Regions from separate parts of the Arabidopsis thaliana genome. Here region 1 is linked to region 2. The links are chromatin contacts, called in public capture Hi-C maps. All regions are on one chromosome and are shown on one strand. The core of a region is the stretch at or near the end of the contact, and the rest is flanking DNA. Distances in the headings are between cores, read along the strand shown. Region 1 holds the start of AT1G52430 (Ubiquitin carboxyl-terminal hydrolase-related protein). Region 2 holds the start of AT1G52140 (Avr9/Cf-9 rapidly elicited protein).

Region 1 (6,139 bases), core at 2,345-4,844, 130 kb after region 2:
AGAACTTTAATGTTCAAGAGAGCCTGCAATACCACATGTTTTTGTGAAACTATCAAAAGGAATAAGGAAATGAAGAGATGTGGAATGAGTTGAATCAGTAAATGAGAGTTTAGGTATTCAATCTTCCTTTGGTTGGAAACTGCTTTACCTTCAGCGTCATGTCAAGAGCTGAATTGTATCTGGCTGCAGCTCCTCCAATTGCTGACTCTGAATGTGCCGACAGTGAATCTTCTTTAGGCATGTCTAGCATCTCTTGAAAATGGCGAATGAAAGATATAAGAATAATGCATCTCAAAACAAGACAATTCAAATTAATTATCAATTGAGAAGCTTTTAAACAACCTGCAGGGCCATCTTTAGTAGCTTCCTCTTGATTTTGAGTTTTGGATGAACTTTCCAATGGACCACTCTCACTTGCAAGAGCATTTTCTGGTTCCATAGAATCTTCTTCCACCGTTTTTAGTTCAAGGTTGACAGGAGGTTTACTGTACATGTAAAAACTCAGAGAAAACCCGAAAACAATTAATTAACATAAGAAAATGACTCTTAAGGTACTTACTGTTCAACAGTCTGATCAAGGGGACTAAACTTGCTCATTGAAGCTCTCTGCTGCACCATCAAGATCACTCATTAATACAATGTGACATTACAGGTATACACAAAGCAGAGAAGTGGAATCCTAAAAGTAAGGAAACGAAGTCAAAATGGAAGATATGTTATCAAAATAAGATAGGAAAACGTCATTGACTTGTTCACAGAATATTACTAGTTGAAAGACCTTGTTTATTTTATCATTCTTCTTCTTTGACTGTGCCTTCTTCTCCTCCTCGAGTGCAAGATCTGCTGCTACTGCATCTGCCTTGGCTTTGCGTTCCATATTCATTATTTCATTCTAGATGAGAAGAGATATGAAACCATATAAAAAAACAATATAAAGGCCAAGTCAGACAGAAAATGAAAGCTGTCTATATATAACCAACCAGCAAGAAAGGTTTCATCAGTTGAAGAATATAAGTGCGGTTGTCAAATGCAGAAAGCCTGGCGAGGTTGTTTAGCAAGCTAATCCTTGAATTTTCAATCAGCAAAATCTTTGAGTCGATTAGAAGAACCTGCAAGTCATGTCGATAATTTATTAAGTTGGGATGAATATGTTACTCTGTTGTTAATAATGAATATTACAGTCATGAATGAACCTTGTGGGTGACCACTAATGTCAGAAGGCCTATGGACTCCAGCACTTTATCGTCCCTACAACTTTTCTGCTCACGTATAAGATTCAAGCAGTCATCTAAATCAGGGACATCAAATGGTGGAAGCAATGCTCCTTCCAAAACATCTCGTACTGCACCCAAGAATATTTTTCTATCAACGGAAATTTCAGGGAGTATCTCTTCACACTCATCGCACAGAATAGATGCGTATCTGATCCACTGATCTTCCTGAAGATTCCTTCTCCTTTCATCTTCACTCATACATATTCTCTCGATTATCATAAGACTTGTGACATAACCTAAGAGCAACTTTCGATTTGTATATTTGGTTTCCAGATTCCTACATGTGAACTGAACAGCTCTGAGAACAGCTAGCCATATATCAAGATTGTATTCCCTGATAGGTTTGGGAAAGATCTTATCTACTGAAATGTTGTCATATAACCAAGGTATGATATCATCTCCCTGAGCATGTGCCTTGGCGTAGTGGGCAATGGGATCAAAAACATTGATTGTTCTTTCATCATCACATGGAGCGTTATTGCTTTTCAGCAGTCTTCTATCCAGAAGCAGATATGAAAACTGAGGGTCAAAGTCGATATTTTCTTTAACCCGAGTACGATCCAAGAAACTGTCCACTGCTCTGCTAACCAGCTTTGCACCATCATTCCTTTCACACTTTAAGTTATTTAGAAAGTCTAGAATCTGATTGAGTTCAGGACATTCCAAAAAACAGATACTCTGAGGTGTTTCCACTAGTAGAGAATCGACAAGACTCTGTGCAGAGACTTCAAGTTTTTCAAGATGCTTAACCGGAAAATACATCACCCAGTCTCGAACACTGCATGATAACGTTTTATGGTCACAAAGAGACACAAGGAGCAATTTGATTTCCTTGAGTAACTTACCGCGCTCTTCATCCGCAGCTAAAGGCCATTCTTTGGACCACCCATTCTTACATTTAGATGCAAACGCTTTCACATCTGCGAGCTGATTCTTGATCATTTCAACCGCAGCCGCTGCATCCACTGGTTCCCAACTTCCATTTGATATCTTACGAGCCCAGTCCTTCCCTATTCTCTGGACCTTATCCTTTTTTGTACCAGGTTTAAAATCTGCAGCATGTACTTCTTCAAGATGATTCTTACATTCCTCAGCACTAGAGAACCTCTTCGAACAACACATCCAGAATGTCCATATCATGTCTTTCCTTGCAGAAGCAAGAACGTTCTCCAAAACATCTCGTCCATCTCTGTAACGGACTCTCTCGACAAAAGATAAAAGCTTTGCAATGTTTACTTTCATAAAGTCTCTTTTGACCTTCACATCCAATCCCACCCAAAACGACCTCAATCTTTTCACCACGCCCTGACGTGTCTCTGGAATTTTCTCTGACTCCAAAACTTTTGGTTTAGAGACTTGTTTCATAGTAGAAGCAACTAGAGTCTCCGGAGAAGCAATCTTAGACTCTGCATCTTTGATTATTCTCAATATCTGCTTCTGTTTTTCATTGAATCGTATTTGCCGAACAACAGGATCCGTGATATCCTGGAAAGTAACAGATAAAGCTAGTTTTGCTTTCACCAAACACTTCTTGTAGTACATCAAAGATCCAAGCTTGTTGGCCAACATGTGAAGCGAATTTGCACAAAATGGTGATAACCTCTCATCTTCCGAGTAACATCCCACAGAACCTAACAAGTATGTGAATTCCATATCAGAGTTCTCTGTTTCTAGCGATAGTTTTAAGAATACTTGACCTTGTTTGATACGAATAAGCCATGCGTTTTGATCTTCTCTATGGATTCGAATCAAATCTTCAAGTATCTTCAATGCCTCGATGTAGTTACCTTTAGCGATGTGATCATTTGCATCTTTGTAGGGTTTTCCCTCCGTGATAGAAGAAGAAGACTCCATTGTAGACGATTCTCAAGATTCTTTAAGCTTTCTTGCTTCAGAGAGAAATTTGTGAAGCGGGAAAAAAAGAAGCAACGAAAATAACAGAATTGCATCGAAGAAGAAGCTGGGTTTTATAACGTGTGAGTCACGTGACACAAGGCTTTTATAACGTGAGAGTCACGTGACACAAGAATGATATATAAAAAAATAGCATTGGGAAATTTCGTCGAACACCTTGTGTGCAACATCCATAGCACTCCACTACTTCGAAAACCCAGAATTTCTGGGAATCTTCGAATTTTGCTTAAGATATTTGAATATAGAATGGTATTCATGTCGGGGATGAACGAAAATCAGACTTGAAATGATCAAAGAACAGAGGTTCACCAAATCAAGTAGCTTTGGGACATAAACAATTAAAAGCTTTTGCAAATCTTCGTCTTTTGTAATTAGAAACTTTTCATTTTTCATCACTAACCAATCTCCTCCTTCCAGCTGTTACGCCTTTTTATATATAAAAAAAGATTCTATGCACATTTTAAAAATTATTTGATTTTAAAATAATTGGTTGCTTACACATTGTTGGAGTATCAATTGTTTTTTTTTATATTAAAACGGAAACTTATATTAATTAAGTTCAAATTTCTAAAAAATATATTACTTCCTCTCTTTCAATTTATTTGATGTTTAAAATTTTCCCACATAGATTAAAAAATCATTTAATTTTTCTTATTTTCAATTAAAAACATTTGTTTCTTATTTAAATTTAAAACTGATTTAGTCACAGTAGAATGATAACATGTTAAATGTGATTGGTCCATATCTCTTTTTGGGACTAGCTCACGGATTCATATGATCATATTTTTATTTTTATTAGAACGTTAACTCATCTATTCTGCCATTTTGGTCAATGTTAACAAATAATAATATAATATCATAAGACTAGAGACTCAGATTCCTCTCGTTAGATCTTCTTCTTCTTCATTTGTCTTTCCATGTTTAGTATTTGAATTCCTAAGCTAGTACTGCTAGATTTTGTTTTGGGGCTGGTGATTTTACACCAAAAAAAAATATACATATATATATATCATAAGACTAAGAAATTGAAATTAAATAACTTGTTGAACCAAAACACTAAGCGGAAATTAACAAGTAAAATAAAATGTATACCACATCGAATTTGGTAATTGTTGTACCACAAGGTCGTGCAAGTAATGACATTTGTCTTTCTTTGTGATATTTTACTTAATTTAATTACACATCAAAACATTTCTCTGATCTCTATTACATATTAGAAGGGATTTGTAATCTGTTAGGTATATATGGTTGAAGATTAATCGATTTTTTTTTTTTGCAATGACTTTTTATTGTTTTTCCTTCTTGATTCTTCACTTTTTTTCTGTTGGTGTTATCAAGTTGTACATGGTAACCTCTTTTCAATACAGGAAAAAGAAAACAAGCATTTAGCTTTTGTCAAGTCAGTTTTTTCAAACATAAGAGTAATCTAGGAAGCCAAAGATGGAACGTTAATTACTACACTAATTTGATAATGAGACCAACGAACATTTTGACCTTTTGAAATAATACTCTCCACCTTCTAGCCTTGTGCATATTGTTGCTTGGGTTTGTTCAGCTTCGAGAAACACCAAACTCAACATTATATTCGCAAATTGTTCCTCCAAGCTTTTCTGTCAATGGTATTTGAAACGAAAAGATCAACTCTATATGACCTTCTTTTTTTGTTCTATAACAAACCGGAATTTTATTATACTTTTCTTAGAAACCACCAAAACGTGCGACGGAAGAATACCAAGTGCTAACCAAATTGATATTCAGGTTTAAGGTAGTTGTGGGACTTAAAACAAAAAAGAAGGAAATATTAAAGTTTACGTGTTCCACAATGAGGATGGAAATTTCTTTTTGTTTGGAAAGCACCCGTGACTCACTTAGTCATCTGAAATTCCTTATTCTTACCTATAAATATTTGAAGTTGTTGTACTCATAGTCAAGATTCTTTTTCTTTGTCGTTTCCTTAATTTAATTCTATACTAGTTATGGGATTCATAGTTGTTAGTAATTTGCTTTTATGTGTATGTATTCTTTGATCACACTCATGCCCCAATTAGAAATTTGATGCGACTAAGTTTTCCTATGACTCACTTAGTCATTTGAAACGACTCATAGTTTTTTAATTCTTTTTTGTTTCCTCAATTTATATCTATAATATTTGCGGGTTACATAACTATTACAGTTTTGCCAAAATGTGTATACCAACTAAAATAAAACGATTTAGTAAAAATTCATATATACGTGTGTAGGTGCATGCCCTACGAAATAGTAATTTAGAAAATGAAGTATATATATTATTGTTTTTTAAGATCCATCATTAATAGTCAACGTGTAAAAAACGAAAATCTCTACTAGTTCAGAGATTCATACATATTAACATTTTCCAAATATGTATAGTTGGTTTTATCAATTGATTAAACAAAACTAAAACAAATAATATGAAATATATTATTGGTTTCCACTTTCCAGCTGTAGTACACTGTAGATATCATAAGTTCAATTTCCTTGTTATCATTTCATATAGAATTAGAAAGAAATTAAACATTAAAACCTAGGTCTGGTTGCACATATTGATAATGAAACATCTAATTAATTAGGTTTCCTTCATTAATGAGTGACCAACCAATATTTTTGACATTTTGATTTAGTGAAACAGAAAAATATATCATGTGTTTGCTTTTTTGGGTGTATAAATACACATTGTTCGTCACATATTTTCACCATCACTGCTTTTCCAAAACTCCTCTCAAAATATAGAACAAAAATCGGCTGAGTATAGAAAAAAGACTATTTTCAAGTTCTTCTCATAAAAACATGGCGGCTTCTGGTATGTCTTGTTTCCTTCTTGATTTTCCATGTTATGTTAGTTTATTGTTTTCTCGTTGGTGTATATTGTCTTCTTTTCTCGTTGCTTTTGTGATGTATATTTTCTCTTAGATATTCAACATCACTCTTTGGTG
Region 2 (6,820 bases), core at 795-3,294:
TTTTTTCTTGGTAGTGGTAGAGTTGTTGTTTTGATACGTAATTGGCTTATTGCTATGACTAGGAACTCAAACTTGTGAATATATTATTAAGAAAATTAAAAGATGTAAAAGGAAATTAAAGAAAAAAAGCTGGAAACCAAAGCACTTTTCTCTCTTTTGCTTTAGGGAAAGAGCCAAACAGCTTGCAATGTCCTCTTTATAACTTCATGTTTCATTTCACTAAAGGTGTATATCAAAATATATTACAACAAGAAAAAATTTCTTAGCATGTTTTCAGTGCGTTAATGTTTATTTAAAGTGATTCTGCAAATATTAAACTACCGTAAACTTCATATAATCATTATACAAAAATTCGGGCTTTTGTATGAGATTGTAAACTCGAGGTGGTTAAAAACAAAAATATATAGAGATGTAATAAAGTAATCTGCAAATAAGAAAATGTAAACCTCTTGGGTCTATTTTGGGGTCATTACAAGCAATTGATTAAAACCCTAATAAGATTCAAGCCGTACGAAATGGTAGATACTAATGAAAGGACGATACGGAGAATAATACACATGTACCTATATATGTCTTTATTTGAGACAACAAAACAGATACAAAATCAAATTTAAAGTCATATGATAAAATAAGAATAAATTTTTGCATATCGTTATAATGATTGTCACTTACAAAAATAAATTTTGAAATTTTTAGTATGTCATCAGGCTATTCAATAAAAATATTATTGGATTCATATCTGTTTTTATTGAAATATAAGTATTTAAATTATATATAGTAGATAAAGATATTACAGTCATCACATTTAATTAATAAAAAATTGCTTATAACTTCATTTCAAAGTGTTAGATAGTTTTAAATTTACTACTTTTAAGTTAAAGCTAGAGAGATCTCTTGTTGAAGTGTGTAACATAATGGATAGTGGGAAAAAAAAGTTTTCATTAGAAAATACAATTACTAGTTTAATTGCAACAAATTTTGGTGTCGTTATGAAAGTTTGTTGATTCAGAGATTGATTAATTTTCATTAGGATTAACTTTGCTTTCGTCACTGCAAATTCCACATAACAATACATATTTTACTAATAGAACCGATGATATTTTTTTATTCATAATATCCAATTGTGTTAGGAATCGAAAATAAAAACCCCCCAAAATATCATTACATCTTTGGATTTTAATCAGCACAAAACGAGAGAAAAAAAAGAAAGAAAGAAAAAAGGGTAAAAAAATATTTAAGGAAGAAGAGAAATATGACGAAGATACACACAATTCGGATTAATATTTAGCTGAACTCAATCATTTTTTTCTGCTGATTCAAGTTCTTATAAAACTTCTTTATAAAATCATCAGCTGCTTTGTCAACGTGTCCATTAGCCACATCACCATTTTCCGGCGTTAACGGAAACGGTGAGTCCGTTACTCTTAACGGTCTAACCAATGGAGTCTGTCCAAAACCGGGGAAATAAGGAGACAAAGCCACCGTTAAATCTGCCGGCGTGACGTTTCCTTTCTCTCCAACGCCGTTAAGAAGCTCAAGAACGGCTCTAGCGGCGGCTACGTCGTCGTCAAGCGTCTGAGGCGTTTGACCACACGTGAAGAGATTATTGTGACTCTTTTTCCTCATGAAAGCCATATTAGAGAAAGGGAATGAATAGTTTGGAGTGTTGCTGCAGCTAAACTCGTACTCTTGTCGCGATGACGCGGTGGCTGAAGTAGCGTTTAGAGCGGCTGAGGCGGTGGAACCGGCGTGGACACGACGACGTTGGTGGAACATGAGGTTCTTGCCACGTTTGAGAGTGGCGTTGAAGTCAGCGATGAGTTTGTTTTTTGAGACGCCTTTGCGGATCATGTACAAGAGAAAACGTACGATGTTCCATAGCTTCTTGCTTATTGGTACGTTTTGATCCATATCAAGATTTTTTAGAGAGAAAAAGAGAGATTTGTATTATTTTATTTTTTTTGGAATTTGATTACTTATGAGCTAAGGAGAAGAAATGTGAGGGGTTTATAAAGGACGAAAGAGAGAGAGAGAGAGTGGTACTAAAACGTGCAAAGATTATAAAAAGATTTGAAAGACAAAGCAAAAGCTTATGTATTACTATTGGAGCATAATTATTGCATCCATGTAACTTTAAAAGAAAAACAAATATAATGAACAAGGACCAATTGTTGTATCTTAGATTTCATGGTTTTAAAGAAGAAGAAAAAACACTAGCTATGTAGGAATTATTGCAGCCTCTGATTAAAATTAGAAATAATCAAGATTCTAGGGTAAGTACTAAGTAGTTTTCTTGCAAGGTTTTATCCGATATTCCGATATATATAATTTTTAATAAATGAGAATCGGGTAAAAATATATAACCATTCAGTGTGTTCACAATGAGTTACCATGAATGAAATTGAACTAATACTCGAATAAATTAATATTGAATCGAAGTGAATCGTTTGCATGCATCTAGCAAGTTAGTGTCAACGTCCGCATGCAATATGCATGAATTGTTCTAAGAATGAAATTACGATAGCTATACAAAATCTAATATATTTTTTAGGATATTTAGATGTAATCAAGTTAGGTAGGCTTAGGGATTCTGATTCATACGGTATCAAATCGACATGCCTACTATGTCAATATGTCATTATCATACGATCATTAAAACAAACATCTAATCACGAATTTTTCTGAATACGTACAAACATGTAACCACTGGTAAGACTCAGATAATATTACTCAACTCAAATAATGGAAAAGTAGAAACAAAAATACAATTTAAGGTGGAAGAGAGCTATAATAAACTCTTAAATATCAACTTTTTTTTGTACTTTAGATTGCACTATGTATGATAGCCATAATATCTATATACGGATTTTATAGGTCTTGCTTTATGTGTTAAATAATTGCTGCATCCTTTTCTTAATATCTTTATGAGGATATTGAGTTTCAAATTAAAAACAAATAACTCTTTTTCTATTATTGGCACACAATATTCATCCTAAACTAATGGCCGACATTAATGTTGTTTTTCCTTTGATTGAAATTGAATTATTTCCGTGTTTTGAAATTTTCATTTCGTCAAGTTTTCATAGACATGGAAGTATGGAACCAACTTTATGGTTCACTCAAGCAAAAATGAATAGCTCAAAATTATAGAGTTAGCCTATAAACACCATAAATATCGAATTCTTCAGAACTTCCAAAGATAAGTCTAGATTTTAATATCTCTCTGGTTATTTTTCTTTATAAGAAAAAAAATTCTCAACCTTATCCTAAACAATCCAATTTGTCGCTGTGGAAACCTACACCAGATAGAGATGGTCATGGTTGAGTGTAATGATTGTCATACATTTTAGGAAAGGAAAAAAGATAAATTGTGTGATGGGCAAAATTTCTTTGTAAAGAAGTCGAATAAAACTTTAGAAAGCTAAAATGTACTAATAACAAGAAAAGAAAAAGATCATCATTATCACTCTTAATCAAACTACAAATTAAGCAAGCATTTCTTGAGTTTTGAAACAAAACACTGTTTTACGTGTTCACAGCAACATCAAGAACAACAACAACAACAACAACAACATGACCGTTTTACAATACAGCCAAAAGGCAAAAGCTTAGTCTGAAAATACAAAATACAATAAATCTCACACAAAGGACCAATTGATGAACACAAAGCAGATGCAATGAGCATTTTCTTCTTCATTGAGTACTTTCCAAGCAACTGCTCTCTCATACGAAACTGGTCTCCCCATGCTTGAGAGACATATCCCGCCTTGAAGGCACGCGAAGCCCTGAAAAAATAGATCCTAGTAAGTCGATAAAACTAAACATATGTGATAAGAATGAAGATCAGAAAATGTTTCTAAGAACCTGTTGCATGATCTGTGGGAACTCAGAGCAAAGAGTCTTTCTTCCATTGTCATCAAATATCTTCTCTAAAGAGATGTCTTGAAGAGCAACTAATGTAGTCTCCAGCATGTCAAGTCCCGCCTGGTTTGCAAATGTGAAGACGGGCAAGGCCTAACCGATGTTCAAATCCCAAAACAGATCAGCGAATACACGAGTCAAGTACTCCTATCGAATACACATTTATGTGTTTAACATTGTGTTTGTTACCTTCATTGAGCAGCAGATTATAGCATCAGTGTGATGCCAAAGATTCTTAAGAATAGATTCATTGCCGTCACTGTTTGATTTAAGTAGCTCAACACCCATGTAGCCCCTATTATCAATGGGTAAATGAGTCATCTTAGTAAACTAAACATTGTTGATTTGGTGGGAAAATTAGAACATATTTGATAGTTTGGTTTATACCTGTAACTCTGGCAAATCCAACGAGCAAGTGTTTGGGCTTCAGGAGTACCCAAAGGAGTGCGTAGACCAACTTGTGAGCTGATATGAGAAGGAGAAAGAGCCAATGCTACTCTCTGCACCGATGATATGATACCTCGAACATACTGCCTAGCCATGGATGCTACATGTTCTTGCATATGGCTCTCGATACCAAACTCAAATGCTATTGTCATCACAGATCTTGCACATGTGGAGTTTCCTGATTGATCAGTTGAGGCTTTTGTTCCAGCTGAACCAATTTCCAGTGCCGAAGCAAGATCCAAGGTTCGGTTTGGGCTAGATACTTCCTGCTTTTTTGGTTCAAGAAAAGCTTAAGAATCTGAATAATAGAAGACTTGGACAGAAAACATAACTTTTATTTACCTTTGCGGAATCAAGAGGGATAATACGAAAACCAGAAGGAAGCAGAGGTGCATCATCCGCAAACGAAGCATCGATTGGAGCAAATATAAGTTCCGCACAGGTTCCTACAGCATTTTCATCCATTCCGCTACAAAGCTAATAACCAAAAAAAAAATTATTTCAGGTACTAGAGACCAACATTAAAACCTTATGCAAAATAGACAACCTAAAGTACTTACTTGAAGAAGGAAGATATCTCTTGGAACGATTGCATCTTCAGGGGAATGACCAAGACCTTCCAATTTGATGACTTCCATAAACTGAATGAAAAAAAACCAACCATTATTCAACTTATATTATGGAGATAAAAGAAAAACATTAAGTTCATCGAAGAAAATTAAACTAACCTCTTCATGCTCAATAGTATGAGCAAGTGGAAGTATAACCTGCCCTCCAAATCCTCCAACTCGGGCACTACAAGGCCCTACTTTAACTGCTGCTGCTAGATACGCATCAATGTTGTTGTCAGCCCATTCTGACCTATGCTCCCTCAGAAACCGAAGCAGGATCGCCGGAGGAACATTCTGTAGGTGCAAAATCCCATAAAAAGAAGGTGAAAAAGTGTTGAAACAATCATCAGTTGATCTATAAAAAAAATGGTGCACTGACCTGTAAAAGCATTGATGCTTTTGCGCATAAAACAACATTGCTTACAGGAGCAAAGCCATTGGCAAATGTAAGATTTAGACCCATTAGCTTGTCTGGAGAAGAGTTTACAGTGATTGTGACATCATCCATGCTATCTCCTATCACTGACCATCCTTCATCAGTGAAACCATTTACAGCTTCATTGAAGCCTCTGTAGGGAAAAATTTTATAAGAAGAGGCAAATATAAAGGACACAAACCCACCAATAAGAAGAGGCAAATCGTAATTGTATATAAACCTGCTTAGCCTCTGGCTGAGAGCTCTTAAGGCAGCAGGACGCCGTCCCCACCCATTAACACTACTATTAGTCTGAGTAACCTCCTGAGCTATTTGCTTGAGCTGACGCAGTGCCTTTGAGACAAATTCGATTTGTATGCATCATTTGAGAACAGTAGTTTCAATATCAGAATGAGCTTTAGGGAATAAATGAGTTTAATTAACATACCGCCATTGTTGTCTTCTGTGCAAGTACTTTGGGTGACTCATAGAGCGGGCGCAAGACCTCAGGCACGCTACAAGCCTATTTAAGTGAACAAATATCCAAACAGTTTGGTTAACATTTCCAAGACCATTAGAATTGGTGCAGAGTGAGGCTCGTTACCTCCAAATCCATATGATCCACTATGTGTATGATTGAGCCACCACCATCACAAGGCCGTATCAAGTACCCACTGGAAAGCATCTCTGCTCTCACAAAATTCTGAACCAGTGGCATACTAGGACCATTTTGAGTGCTCTTAAGAGATCTCTCGCACACCTATAAGATTTCTTAAACCTTGTGAAATGGATCAACATGAATAAGAACACTGACAGAAAAGAAAAGCTACATACCACAAGGCTGCCATCTTCTAAAACAGAGGTGTAACGTAACAGCCAGAAATCGCGTGGTGGGGCCAATGTAGTTGGTGCATAGAGCTGCAATTACGAAGAGGATGATGGTTACTATTTTCAACTTTAGAAAAATAATTCTAACTGTGTAGCACTTATGGTTTAAAACTAACCTGCATATAAAGCAGCTCAACGGTTCCACCATTGGCAGTTGGCAACACGTTCATAACTTCAACAGCTCGACATTCGCGGAACCACGAAGGACGATCCTTGACAATCTCTGCAACCTGTAAAATAGTGAAAACAGATGAATGTTGTTACATATGTAGACACATGTAGAGTAGTATAAGATTGTATAAATCAGCGATGAGAATGATTCTATAAACGCACCCTTGTAGGCTCAAGACCCACTAGGCCACAGGCGCGTGCTGCCACACCAGTGCAACCATGAGAAATAGCGATGATTCCAATGGAATCCGGACCAGGCTGTTACGGAAAATACAAAAACAACCATTGAGGAAAAAGCAGAATAACTATATCCAATTAACAAAAACAAAACTAGAGGAATAAAATACCTTCATTCCAGGCATCTGAA

Evidence for each region. Capture Hi-C pulls out chosen DNA fragments and counts their contacts.
Region 1: a capture Hi-C map of seedling shows a contact between it and region 2, with 2.5 times the contacts expected there. The contact joins the promoter of AT1G52430 here to the promoter of AT1G52140 in region 2. A contact is called at or near these places in 1 of 26 Hi-C or Micro-C datasets (shoot) and 1 of 3 other capture datasets (seedling).

What each region holds. Positions count from the first base shown.
Region 1 is chr1:19,532,828-19,538,966 of TAIR10.1, forward strand. AT1G52430 (Ubiquitin carboxyl-terminal hydrolase-related protein) reads right to left here and starts at 3,595. Exons shown (of 13, transcript NM_104121.2): 1 at 1,194-3,595; 2 at 981-1,109; 3 at 779-892; 4 at 560-609; 5 at 343-485; 6 at 149-252; 7 at 1-23. The coding sequence starts at 3,128. AT1G52440 (alpha/beta-Hydrolases superfamily protein) reads left to right here and starts at 5,994. Exons shown (of 8, transcript NM_104122.2): 1 at 5,994-6,006. The coding sequence starts at 5,994.
Region 2 is chr1:19,406,275-19,413,094 of TAIR10.1, forward strand. It overlaps AT1G52140 (Avr9/Cf-9 rapidly elicited protein), which reads right to left and starts at 2,045. Exons shown (of 1, transcript NM_104095.3): 1 at 985-2,045. The coding sequence starts at 1,911. The coding sequence ends at 1,285. It overlaps ATHB-15 (Homeobox-leucine zipper family protein / lipid-binding START domain-containing protein), which reads right to left. Exons shown (of 18, transcript NM_104096.3): 4 at 6,801-6,820; 5 at 6,616-6,711; 6 at 6,399-6,512; 7 at 6,229-6,312; 8 at 5,999-6,154; 9 at 5,843-5,917; 10 at 5,636-5,748; 11 at 5,359-5,548; 12 at 5,097-5,273; 13 at 4,929-5,009; 14 at 4,711-4,845; 15 at 4,309-4,634; 16 at 4,111-4,216; 17 at 3,865-4,014; 1 more. The coding sequence ends at 3,639.